Linked DNA regions of Pan troglodytes: region 2 is linked to region 1. Evidence: chromatin contacts called from public HiChIP or PLAC-seq data. All regions are on one chromosome and are shown on one strand. Each heading gives the region's core, a stretch centred on a gene start, on an enhancer-like site or on the middle of the called end of the contact. The rest is flanking DNA. Distances are from core to core; before and after follow the strand shown. Region 1 holds the start of SYDE2 (synapse defective Rho GTPase homolog 2). Region 2 holds the start of MCOLN2 (mucolipin TRP cation channel 2).

Region 1 (6,589 bases), core at 626-3,125:
AGATGCTAAAGTTATACTCCTGTGGAGAATATAAAGGTCAATTATAAACAGTTTCTGCCCTTAGGGAGTTTATGAATTTTCTTGTAAAGGAGGAAGGACATGTATACAAACTGTATAAAACAAAAAACAGTAACTATACTATGGGTGGGAATAAAGTAATATTGAAGTTTAGAACTTGAGTTCCTGTCTGGGAGATCAGAGATGACTTCATAAACAAGAAGGCAGTTGAGCTGAGTTTTATTATTTCATTCTTATTATTTTGAGACAGAGTCTCCCTCAGTCATCCAGGTTGGAATGAAGTGTCATGATCTCGGTTCATTGCAGCTTCAGCCTCACAGGCTCAAGTGATCCTCCCACCGCAGCCTCTAGAGTAGCTAGGACTACAGGTGCACACCACCACATCTAGCCAATTTTTTGTGTGTTTTTTTGTTTTTGTTTTTGTTCCTCGTAGAGACCAGGTTGTGCCATGTTGTCCAGGCTGGTCTTGAACTCCTGGGCTCAAGCAATCTGCCCATCTCAGCCTCTCAAAGTGCTAAGATTACAGGCATGAGCCACCCCGCCTGGCCTAGAGCAGAGTTTTAGAGAGTGGGTAAGATTTCTGCAAATATTCTCTCTTATCTGCAAATCTCAGATGCAGATAACAATTATTCCAGAAAGCAGAGACTAGGTACTAATAAAGGTAGTATAGTCAAAGCACATTCAGAGATTGGAGCCATTGGACAACAAGAAAACAACTGACATAGGAAAATATACTGCAGTTGCAAATAAGGTAAATTAGGGCAAAATTATTTTATTCAGTAATGCAAACATTTATTTATTCAACAAATATTTTCTTAAGTATTTGAGTATCTACTAAGTGCATGCACGGTGCTAGGTGTCAGTATATTTATGAGTAACTCAGAAAAAGGCCCTTTCTACTATGTAAACACTAAAAAAAGTAACTCAAATCAGGGATGATAGCACGACTGATTCTTATCAGTCACTGAATCAATTAACCTCTGGCAACGAGGGGTACTTGTTTGCAACTGCTGCCCAGAATCTGGAATTTAACGTTTTTGGGAGACAGCCGGTATTTCTAGATTACACTGTGTCTCAATTTCAATTCAATTGCTTCTCAACTCACTATTCAAATTAAAATGAAGTGTTAACTTTTTTATATTAGAAAGCTGCAAACCTGTATGATAATCTTGTAGGTAGGGTGATGAGGGACATAATATTTGTGGCTCCATTTTACAAGTTTTGGCTGATGTAATAATTTTGTTAGCATGCATTAACTGAAATAAAGAAGGAAAAACAGACTTAAAAGAGACATCGGTGGGTGGGTTTTGTTTTGTTTTTGATAAAAGAACTCTTATAGAAAAGGAATCGCTGCAAATTTCTTTTAGCTAGCTAGCTCTCTGGGCGATTAAAATGATTGATACATTTCTAGAACACATGCACCGAGATACACCTGCACTCGTACTTTGTCCGTCAAAACAATCTTTGTTTTCTCTCAAGCTAGGACTTGCTGTGCCTAAGACACACCTCGTGCAGCGGTGGCGGTGAAGGTGCTGGGGTGACAGCCAGGAGGGCACTTTCCCTTTCTCGGGCTCCCTAACCAAAACTTTGCAGCCACCAGCCCAAACTCACGTTCCTGCTCGTTCTTCTTTCCTCTGCGTCAACTCTCCCCGCACCCTTCGCGCTCTGTGCGCCCACCCCTGCTTCCGTCGGTCAGCTTCAGCCGACCTACTACTCTACCTACCGGCCCGCGCCCTCCGCCTCCACCTGCACCACTCGCCCACCCCGAGAACCCACCTCTGCCGCCCCCGGCCCGCGCGCCCCGTCGCGGCCCGGGGCTCCGGGGCATGCGCGTTGCGGCGCCACCGCCCTCCCCCACGCCTTCCCGCGGCAGAGTTATGCCAAGTATGTGAGGAGCCGGCGAGGGCCAGCGCCGGTCATGGGGAGCCGCCGCCGCCTCCGCGAGCGCGGATTTCTCCCCAGCGGGGCTCCGACCTCTCCCCCCGGCGGGGGTGAGCCTCGCGGCTAAGGCAGAGGGGATGGCGGACCCTCTGAGGAGGACGCTGTCCAGGCTCCGGGGAAGGCGGGGTCCCCGCGGCACCGGGGGGCTAGGGCTCCGGGCGGCAGCCGCAGCTGCGGTGGCGGCCTCTTCGGCAGCCGCGGGAGACGCCTGGGGTGCCGCAGACACCCCCCAACGTGAGCACGCCGGTGGACACGGGCGGAGCCTACAGCAGCCCTCGCCGTCACCTGATGCGTGGGGTCCCGGGGCGCGGGTCCCCAGAGGGCACCCGGAGCAGTTGGGGGCGCTTGGGCCTCGGCCGCGCGGCGGGCAGGAGGCCGCCCCCCGGAGCCATGGGCTCGCTCACGCTCCTCCGCACTCCCCGGAGGGCTCCGAGGGCAGCGGAGAGGAGGAGGAAGACGACGAGGACGAAGACGACTACGACGCCGACTACTACGAAAACCTGCCCGGCGGCTCGCAGTCTGCGCCCGAGCCTGAGGGGGCGGAGGCTGAACGGCGTCCCCCGCCTCCCCCAGCGGCGGGCTCCTCCCTGGGGGCGGAGGGCGGCCGCCTGGAGACAGGCAGGCTGCGGACCCAGTTGCGAGAGGCCTATTATCTGCTGATCCAGGCCATGCACGACCTGCCCCCTGACTCGGGAGCGCGGCGGGGCGGCGGGGGCTTGGCGGATCACAGCTTCCCCGCGGGAGCCCGGGCTCCGGGCCAGCCGCCTTCCCGCGGCGCCGCGTACCGCCAAGCCTGCCCCCGAGACGGGGAGCGGGGAGGCGGCGGACGCCCTCGGCAGCAGGTGTCCCCGCCCCGGTCGCCTCAGAGGGAGCCGCGGGGAGGCCAGCTGCGGACTCCTCGGATGCGGCCGTCCTGCAGCAGAAGCCTCGAGAGCCTCCGGGTGGGTGCCAAGCCGCCTCCCTTCCAGCGGTGGCCGAGCGACAGCTGGATCAGGTGCGGCGCGCACGGGGACTGGGACGAGCCCCCGCCACGTGGAGGCAGGATGGACGGCTGGAGTGGGGGCCGCGCCCGGGCGGCTGCACCCACCGGCCTCCAGCCTCCAGGCTCCAAGGACCACGGCTGCTCCTCGGGAAGCCCTTTCAGGGATCCAGCGGGGTCCTCTGTGATACGCAGTGGCAAAGGAGACCGCCAGGAAGGCCCCTCCTTCCTCAGGCCGCCGGCAGTGACAGTCAAGAAGCTGCAGAAGTGGATGTACAAAGGGCGTCTGCTGTCCCTGGGAATGAAGGGTCGTGCCCGTGGGACGGCCCCCAAAGTCACAGGAACGCAGGCAGCCTCCCCAAATGTGGGCGCTTTGAAAGTGCGTGAAAACCGTGTCCTGTCGGTGCCTCCAGACCAAAGAATTACGCTGACAGGTAGGATACTTTGCGATGAAAATGCTAGCACCGCGAGCCTTACTGTTTACCGACTGGGCTTCTGTCTTAAGAGCCAAGACAAAGGTATGTTTTTGCAGACAGGTACGTTACCGGGCGAAAGTAAGTGTCATGTAAGTGGCAGCTTAAAGTAATTTCGGGGTTACTTAATGTAATGCATTTACTCGTTTTGCTTTTTTTTTTTCTTTTTAATCAGACAATGGCATGAAGAATTGAGGTTGTGATTTCTTCTCGAAAAACCAGTGTGTCTATTCCCTAAGTATTACCTAAAGGAGTAAAGGTTAAGTATAACACACTTTTAGTAGGTTTACAGATGGGCGGCACTGTCTTGATTTTTATTCTTTGTAGCTCTAGGCAAATCCGTAGACTTTTGTGGAGTTTGTAAATTTGAATTTGATTCAAGGTAGATTTTATAGGCTTCATAAACTGTCATTTTACTCATTACAACTTTTTTTTTTTTTGCCTCTCCCAGGCACGCACACACATGCATACATACGCACAACCAAAAACCCAAACAAATCAAACAAAAAAAACCCTACCATAAGTAGAATTTTTTAGTCAGGTAGTATGTCACATACACCATCTCTCCACCTGCCTCCCCCCGACAAAGAAACCTCAACAAAGTAATCTTTTTATTGTGAAAAATCAAGGACACTAACATTTTAATCAAAAGAAAAATGTTCCTCAGGTAGTTTTTTTTTTTAAAGCAGTCATTTGCAAACTTAAATCCTATTTATATGGGAAGTAAATTAGTTTTTTAAAAAGCATATTGATCCTTATAATAGGATTATGCTCCCTATTTTGTATGTGCATGATTTTTAACTATCACTGAAGGTTTAGGTTATCAATTCTAGAAACCAGTCAATTATGTTGTAAATATCAAAATATCTTTCCTGAAAGGAGTATAATATCTTCAAAGTGAGCCAAAACAACATGGTCTTTTGAATACTCTTACATATAAAAATTTTTAGTGATCATAAAGACTTATAAGTCAGGAATAATTTGGAAAACATTAAATCCTGAAATGTAAAAGGTATTCACAGTACTTGGCGGTTTCTCTGGTAGTAATTACAAATCCTACAGGACTGGATTTATACACATTAACTTTGTTTAACCAATAAACACACAACAGTGGGGAGAAACAAAGTTCACAAAACTTCTTATCAAACAATGAAGACAAATCAAATGATTCATTCAAAGTGTGTGCCAACTTGCAAAGTTTTTTCCTGTCTATACGGCTCTAATACCTACCTGTCAAATTTTATTCTCAAGGTTAAATATTCCATTTCACTTGAACAAAAGAATAATAGAATGTAAATTCTTTGTTGAGAGGTGTACTTTATACTAAGTTCATATTAAACATGCATTTCCAGGAGTAATTTGTAATCATTTATTATATTTTATTGCCACAATATTTTTACCTCCCCCCCTTTGGCTTAGTTTTAACTCTTGGTACCATAGTTGAATTTCAGCCATAACAAAAAATAGTCAAATATTTTTCACCCTTTTGTCACAGAGCTAAAACATTTACCATGTGATGGCTTTCAATGCCCTCAGTAGTAAACATTCAAGGATTTTTAAAGTAATAAATATAGTTCCTTTAAGAATGAATTTGATTTTTGCATTAAGCAACTAATTAAATGAAACTGCTAACCTAGAAATTAAAATGAAACAATTATTATGTGATAATATTTTAGATATTTTATGAGAAATCTAAGCCAAAGCTACCATAATCTCTGGTTTAAACAACTCTCAGATGTTACTTCCTTTTAAATCACTAATTCATTTTTCAGGAGAGATGAAAATAATTTGTGCAGTGTTTACATATCTAGTATAGATTTGGAGAGCTTTTTTAAAAAAATATTTTTCATGAAGTTTAGTTGGTCTTACTAAGTCCATTCTGGATACATTAGGTGGTTCTCATACAATTTTTATAGCCCCCAAAATGGAGATATGCTGTCATTTAACAACAGCTACAAGAAAAAGAACAGAGGGATTAAGCAGTTTGCCCAAGATCACTCAGTTGGTACCTGTGTATGGATTCAAACTACTATGTGGTTTCAAACCCAAGGCGTCATGAGTTTGAAAAAAGCCCGTTTATATAAGATCAGAGACTCTAGAGTTCTTTAAAGGTCTGATCCAATTAATTCTATTAAATTGCTTGGATTGAGGATATGGGTGAATTTCAACAAGGCATAGCGGGGTAAATAACTTCCTCAAAGTTGCAAAGAAGATGGGAGAATCTTAGGCCGGGTTTAAAGACATTTCAAAAAGTAATTGCTGGGCCGGGCGCAGTGGCTCATGCCTGTAATCCCAGCACTTTGGGAGGCCGAGGCGGGCGGATCACGAGGTCAGGAGATCGAGACCATCCTGGCTAATACGGTGAAACCCCGTCTCTACTAAGAATACAAAAAATTAGCCGAGCGTGGTGGTGGGTGCCTGTAGTCCCAGCTACTCGGGAGGCTGAGGCAGGAGAATGGCGTGAACCTGGGAGGCGGAGCTTGCAGTGAGCCAAGATCGCGTCACTGCACTCTAGCCTGGGAGACAGAGTGAGACTCCGTCTCAAAAAAATAAAAAAATAAATAAAATTTAAAAAAGCATTTGCTGTATTCATTTTAAACTTTTACCTTTAAATATTTACTTACTTGAAATTGATGTCACTTGACTTCTACTTTTAAATCATGTTTTCTGCAAAACTTTTTTGGAGCGGTCTAGATGAACCAGTACATTCTTGTTTATGTAAAGATGTTAAATATCCTAAAAGGTTTATAGCACATTTTTCTGTACAGTATTATTCATAAGATATTTTGTCAAAATTATATTTAGAATTTGTAATACAGAATAATTATTCAGTGGAATGGAGATACTTTATATAGGTATTGTGAAAATTTTTGAGACTATATGACAAATGGAAACACAAATGATTTTCTATTTTGATTTCTGGCTCCTACTAAGAACTTTTGATAGTATTATAATGCCAAATGATTTGATGCAGTTAAGTATGTAGTGTTCACAGATTGGCCGAATTGTTCCTAATTGACATGATTATTTAAGAAATCTAAAGTCATTACACATAATAAAAATTGTCAAGTTTCTGCAAGCCTTAAGATTACAAAGGAATCTTAATGTGTTTGCCAACTATACATCATTATAAATCTTTATAAATAAGTTTTAATTAGCATATAGTTTTCAGAAACAA
Region 2 (6,582 bases), core at 3,666-6,165, 210 kb after region 1:
ATAGGAACTCTCATTCATTGCTGGTGCAAATGTAAAATAATACAGCCACTTTGGAAGATAGGCAGTTTCTTACAAAGCTATGCTTTTACCATACAATCCAGCTATTGTACTCCTTGGTATTTAAAAAAAGGAACTGAAAACTTGTGTTCATAAAAACCTGCACACAGATGTTGATAACAGCTTTATCTGTAATTGCCAAAACTTGGAAAAAAACAAAATGTCCTTTAGTAGGTGAATGAACCAATATACTGTGATGTATTAATTCAATGGAACATTATTCAGTGCTAAAAAGAATTGAGCTATCAAGCCATGTGAAGACAAAGAAGAAGCTTAAATGCAAAAATGCTAAATGCTTAAATGAAAAAAGCCAATCTGAAAAGGCTAATACCATATGATTCCAACTATCTGAAAAGGAAAAACTATTGTGAAAGTAAAAAGATGAGTGGTTGCCAGGGGTTGGAGGGAGGGATGAATAGAAGGAGCACAGAGGATTATTAGGGTAGTGTTTTCATCAGTTTGTGCTGCTATTACAGAATACTACAGACCGGGTGGCGTAAACAACAGAAATTGATTTCTCATAGTTCTAGAGGCCACAGAATCCAAGATCAAGGTGCTAGCACACCTGGTGTCTGCTGAGGGTGCTCTTCCTGGTTTGCAGACAGCCATCATCTTGTTATATCCTCATATGGTGGAGAGAGATGTATCTCTCTCCTGTTTTTTCTTATATGGTTACTAGGGCACTAATTGCATTCACGAGGGTTCGACCCTCAAGACCTAATACCTCCCAAATGCCCCGTCTCCAAATGTCATCACATTGGGGATTTAGGTTGCAACATATAAATTTTGGTGGGGGAGGGGGATTGGTAAAGTGGGGACAAACATTCAGTCCACAGCAGGCAGTGAAGCTATTCTGTATGATACTATAGTGGTAGATACATGTCATTATACATTTGTCAAAACTTACAGCCTGCACACAAGTGAACCCTAAAGTATGGACTTTGAGTGATAATTTGTCAATGTATATTCATTGATTATAACAAATGTACTACTCCGATGTAGGATGTTAATAGTGTGGGAGAGGCTATGCGTATGTGGGAGCAGGGAATATATAGGAACTTTGTACTTTCTGTTAAATTTTGCAATAAAGCTAAAACTGCTCTAAAAAGAGTCTATTTTTAAAAAATTAAAGAATAAATATTTTGTAATACATGGAACACAGCCACTCTCTCCTTTACATATTGTGTATGATTATCTTTACACTAGATAGTTAAATATTTGTAAAGGAGAAAGTACAATCCGCAAAGCCTACATATTTATATCTGACCTTTTACAGAAAAAAAATTAGCCAACCCTGAATTATAAGATAGCTTGCTGGAAACTGGCTTACTTGATGTCGAAAAATCGAGGTGCATTAATATCTCCCACCACATGCAAAGTTGAAGTACAATGGAATTTGATATGAAGGATAAAACTATTACAGAAAATACAGAAGAATGGTGAATTAAGGGTAGAGAACAACTTCTTTAAAAAGATCATAAAAGCACAAACTATAAGGATTAGTATCCTTAATTTTGATTTCCTATACCAAAACTAAAGACTTTCATCCAAGGAAGAACACCATGGACAAAAAGATAGATGATGACTGGAAGAAAATACTTACAATGTTTAGAACTGGCAAGGAATTAATATCTACAATATACAGAACACTACTTGCACATCAAAAAATTTTTGAAAGAATGTGAAAGTAAATAAAGAGCATCGTTTTTCTCTTATTTTATTCTATTCTCCCTCCCCATATTCTTCACAATAAATATTTTTTGTCTGCCCAACCTAGAAAATTTAAATTGTTGCATTTCTACTAGCCTGACTCACATTTTCTTTTCTTTTCTTTTTTTCTTTTCCTTTTCTTAGACTGGGTCTCTGTTGCCCAGGCTGGAGTGCAGTGGCGCAATCTTGGCTCACTGCAACCTCGACCTCCCAGGCTCAGGCAAGCCTTCCACCTCAGCCTCCCAAGCAGCTGGAACCACAGGCGTGGGCCACTATGTCCAGCTAATTTTTGTATTTTTGGTAGAGACAGGGTTTCGCTATGTTGCCCATGCTATTCTTGCACTCCTGGGCTCCAGCAATCCACCCTCCTTGGCCTCCCAAAGTGCTGGGATTACAGGTGCAAGCCACTGTGTCCGGCCTATCTCACGTTTTTTAGACTACTTTCTAAAATTTCCCTTTTAACACTAAATCAGTGAAACTTCCACATGAAGACAAACTGCTAGAGAAATTTAAGAACTTTAGGTTGTAAAATTAAAATGTCATATTATAAAACACTGTTGAGCAAAAGATTCTTGTGTTATTTGGTTATTGGTCATTACAAATTTGAGTCAGGACACAAAGCTTTTTGTGCTATGATATTCAGAACAGAACATAAATGCCTGAAAGGATTAACATAGCACAAAACAATGTCTATTACTACCCACTGAAAAATGAGCCATGATCTTTACCACAAACAAGTGACTTTTTGAAAGTTAAAAACTTAATGCCTACTGAGAATTAAATTTACTAGTTGAGAATGATTAGATTCAATGGCTGAAAACTTTAGTATGTGTTATATTTATAATAAATCCTTCAGCCATCTGACTCCAGTAATTTTCCACTCTTACTCTTCTCCCCCCTCAATTCCCGCACACACTCAGATTAAATATTTCTTAGAACCTTGCTACTTACAGAGTGGGACCAGCAGCAGCAGCAGCAGCAGCAGCAGCAGCAGCAGCAGCAGCAGCAGCAGCAGCAGCAGCATCTTCTTGCTAGAAATGCAAAACCTCAGGTCCTACTGAATCAGTCTGCTTCAATAAAAACTCTGGTGACTCATCTGCACATTAATGTTTGAGATCCTCAGATCTCCCTTTTGAAACTATTTCTCCGTCTGCAGGGGTCCCCAAACCCCGGGCTCCAGACTGGTACAGGTCTGTGGCCTGTTAAGAACCAAGCCGCACTGCAGGAGGTGAACATTGAGCAAGAGAGCAGCGGTTCCATTCGATTCTCATAGGGGCAGAAGCCCTACTGTGAACTGCGCATGCGATGGATCTAAGTTGCAGGTTGTGTGCTCCTTATAAGACTCTAATGCCTACTGATCTGAGGTGCAACAGTTTCATCCCGAAAACATCCTCCCCTCATCCCCCCACCTGTCCGTGGAAAATATCATCTTCCATGGAACCAGTCCCTGGTGCCAAAAGGTTGGGGTCTTACTATGTTGCCCAGGCTGGAGTGCAGTTGCTATTCACAAAGCTGGATGATTGCGCACCTCCGATGAAAGGGGCTCAAAACCAAGGCATTTCTCCCTAATAACCCCTTGGAAGTGCCTTAAAAGAGGGTCAATTATGTGTGCTTTTATATACATCGTCTGTCCAACTGCTTCTGCCTGGACAAGCATATTAAAATAATTACCTGGCAGAATATTCTTTGCCTGAGCTAAACCCGGAGATCTTTTAAACGCTTGCAGACTCACAGAGCCTGGCACTGCGGACTTTGCTGCTGCTGCCTCGTGAAAAGGAGGGGTACGAGCTCTAGGAGGCTGTCGGCCACGTCCAAACTACCAAGCTAACATCACTAGGAGCCGAACACGGCTTTTGATCATGTACTGACGACTCTCATCTCTAAGATTCACGAACGGCGACCGATTGTCTGTTCGGTTTCCCACAGGCGTCTTCCTTTCGTGCACCAAGAGGGAAGAGCAACGGCGGCTGCAGCAGGGCGCTGGGGTTAGGAGTCCAGCCCTGGGGCCGTGCGCCCTCCCTCCGCGCCCGCCGGGCCACGCTGACGCTCCCTCCCAGCTCCCTCCCTTTCATCCCGACGCGGGCGCAGGGCAACTCGCTTTTCCTATTCCTTGCGCGCCGGTCGCACTTTCTAACATCTCAGAAATATGGCCCTTGTCACAGACTTTCATGATCGTGCACTTTAGAGAAAAGCCAGAATGAATGAACTTGTCAGTTTAATGTGACGTCCTCAAGGGAAAGGACCATGTCTTTGTCATCCCAGAGACCACAGTACCCAACGGTCGGCTTGGCTCTCAGTGAGTGTTTCCCTAAGCATCAAAACAGGAATGACCAAAGCAACGGACAAATGAATGCATGTGGAAACAAGAAATGAATGAATGCGAGAGTGAAGAAAAGAAGGGGCCAGGCACAGCGGCTTACACCTGTAATCCTAGCACTTTGGGAGGCGGAAGCAGGAGAATCGCTTGGGTCCAGGAGTTCAAGACTGCAGTAAGCAGTGATCGCAGCTCAGGCGACAGAGTGAGACCCGGTCTCACCACCACCCCCCCGAAAAAGGCAGGAACCCCAGAGGGCCGGGAGTGCCAGGTGCGGCCGCCCGGGAGCGGTGTTGAGGGTGCGTGGGCCACTTTGCCGCAGGGCCCACCGCCCGGGTCCCTCTGTAAGGCGCTTCTCCGGCAGACACCCCGAGCCAAAGCGGGCCGCACCGCAGCGTTGGGCACTTGGGTGGAGAGGGCAAGGGCGGCGGGCCTGCGCCCAGACAGGTGTAGCCGTCCCACGCTAGGTGTCCTCCTGCCGCTCCTGGGCCGCGCCATGCCTCGAGGCATGGAGGTGCTGGACCTGCCGGTGTGGAACCGCGCCTCGGGCCTGTCCTGGGGGCCGCACCACAGGTCAGTGCCCCCACGGCGCCCTTGGCGCGCCCCACGCCTCCCTGGGGGCCCCACCGCCGCCCCCTTTTGGGACTGCTTACTTCCTCGGCTCTTCTCGCGCGCGCCTCGGTTCCATCCCCTACGGCCCCCACCCCGCCTCCGCGTCGCCGACCCCCTTCTCCGGGAGCGCGGGGAGGCTGGTCCGCTGAAGCGTGGAATAAGTCCCCTAGGACCCCAAGTGGGGAAGCTCCGGTCCCGGGTAGGAGGCGGCGGGGCGGGGCGGGGCGGGGCAGCCCCTTGGGGGCGGGGCGGGAGCGCCTGGCCACGCGCCGCATCCTGCAGGGTGCACACAGAGCCGCCTTTCAGCCGCCCGAGAACGGCCCGCCGCACTCCGCGACTGCGGCGCCTGCTCTCGGGCCGGGGTCTGCGCGCACCACGCGGCCGTCAGGAAGGGTAAGAGAAGGGAACCCCGCTTTGCAGGGCTCCAACTTCGGCGGACGCGTTACGGCGAGGGCGAAATGAGTCGGCCGTGAACGGTGTTTCCTGTTCCGAATCCCGAGAGCCCTGGAAAGTTTTGAAGGAGGAGGCATGGCCCGGCAGCCTTATCGTTTTCCCCAGGCAAGGATTCCGGAGAGAGGATCAGGTGTTTTCGGGTTAACCGTCAGGTGAGGAGTCTGGGCTTCATCTTTCAGGATGCTGGACTGGAGAAATCTTCCTAAAGTCGATGGCTTTACTTTCGTAGACTAGAGCTTGCTTGCTGCCTTGGGAATGCTTATATTAACTGCTTGCAGTTAGTTAAATAAGGCTAGGCTGTGCCTTCCAGAACAAACAGGCCTTTCCCTCAGGTGGGAGGGTTGTAGTGTGGCTAACCCCAGTTCCTCGGTCTTTATGAAAAGGCGCACAGTTCAGCCGGTTGGCGCTGCCCGCGGGCCCCTCCTCCGTGGTCAAAGCTCCAGCCACCCCAGCACAGTTGAGCCAAAGTTGTGAGTACAAACAGACCTTGGCTCCCCCGTTTCCTGCTCTCCAAACATATATATATATATATATATGAAATATATACGTATGTGTAAGTGTGTGTGTCTCTGGTTGTACGGTACTTGTGGGAAACAAAATTGTGTGTCATTGTAAACTGAGAATGGAAGAAAAGGTTAGTAAGAGAAAGGTGGAAGAGGTTTCTTATGGGTGTCAGGATGTAGACTCTGATATTTTATGTAGAGGGAACCAACTACGTAGTTCTCCCCAGAAATGGGATGTGGGTTTCACTCTCAGGAGCTGCTCATCACCTTTGTGATGTGCTAACCAAAATCGCACAACTTTTGGGAAATTTGATAGCTTTCCCCTATTGAGTCAGAAGTTTCTTGAGACTTTAGCCTGTCTTCCTCTTCATACCTTAAGAGGAGTCAAACTCCCGTTGCCGTGAACTTTCCACAGGCACACCCTTCTCCTTTAGAAAACCGTTCATAGGTCAGTTTCTGTGGCCGGAACTCTAAAAACGACACATTTTCCATACAGAGGCCATCATAATACCAATTTTATTTAACCTCCTGTAATAAAAAATGAGTGAATCCTAATAAAGTGTTTGAGGTAGCCACATTCTTTTCTGTGAAGGAGGAACATATCAAAAGTGTTTTTTTTAAAAAAAATAGAGTAATAGATATAAAATATTTTAATGAAGCAAGTGAGAAGAACTGAGAGACATAGTTTGAGCAAAGGGGCACGAAATACAGAACTGAAAGTCAAGAATGATCATATTCACAAGCTGATCTCTTTGGCTGTGTCTCTGTCAGTGAAGTGAAACCTAGAACAAGACAATTTTAAAACCGGCGGAAAAAGAGATGGCTTCTTGTGACTATAGCTTTCAAAGTAAAAATAGTGGCCAAAGAAAACTCTTCTGGCTGTAAGAGTAAAAGTGGACTTTCCTGAAGCTGGGCTGTTTTCCTTAAGGCCTA

Evidence for each region. HiChIP or PLAC-seq counts read pairs in DNA pulled down with a chosen protein or histone mark.
Region 2: a contact with region 1 is called in an H3K4me3 HiChIP or PLAC-seq map of stem cell-derived excitatory neurons, with 2.4 times the contacts expected there. The contact joins the promoter of MCOLN2 here to the promoter of SYDE2 in region 1. A contact is called at or near these places in 1 of 7 Hi-C or Micro-C datasets (stem cell-derived neural progenitor cells) and 1 of 1 datasets of contacts at active chromatin or transcription factors (stem cell-derived excitatory neurons).

Annotation. Positions count from the first base shown.
Region 1 is chr1:145,868,460-145,875,048 of NHGRI_mPanTro3-v2.0_pri, forward strand. It overlaps SYDE2 (synapse defective Rho GTPase homolog 2), which reads left to right and starts at 1,876. Exons shown (of 7, transcript XM_016921711.4): 1 at 1,876-3,372. The coding sequence starts at 2,037.
Region 2 is chr1:146,072,242-146,078,823 of NHGRI_mPanTro3-v2.0_pri, forward strand. It overlaps MCOLN2 (mucolipin TRP cation channel 2), which reads left to right and starts at 4,916. Exons shown (of 14, transcript XM_513523.8): 1 at 4,916-5,298. The coding sequence starts at 5,222.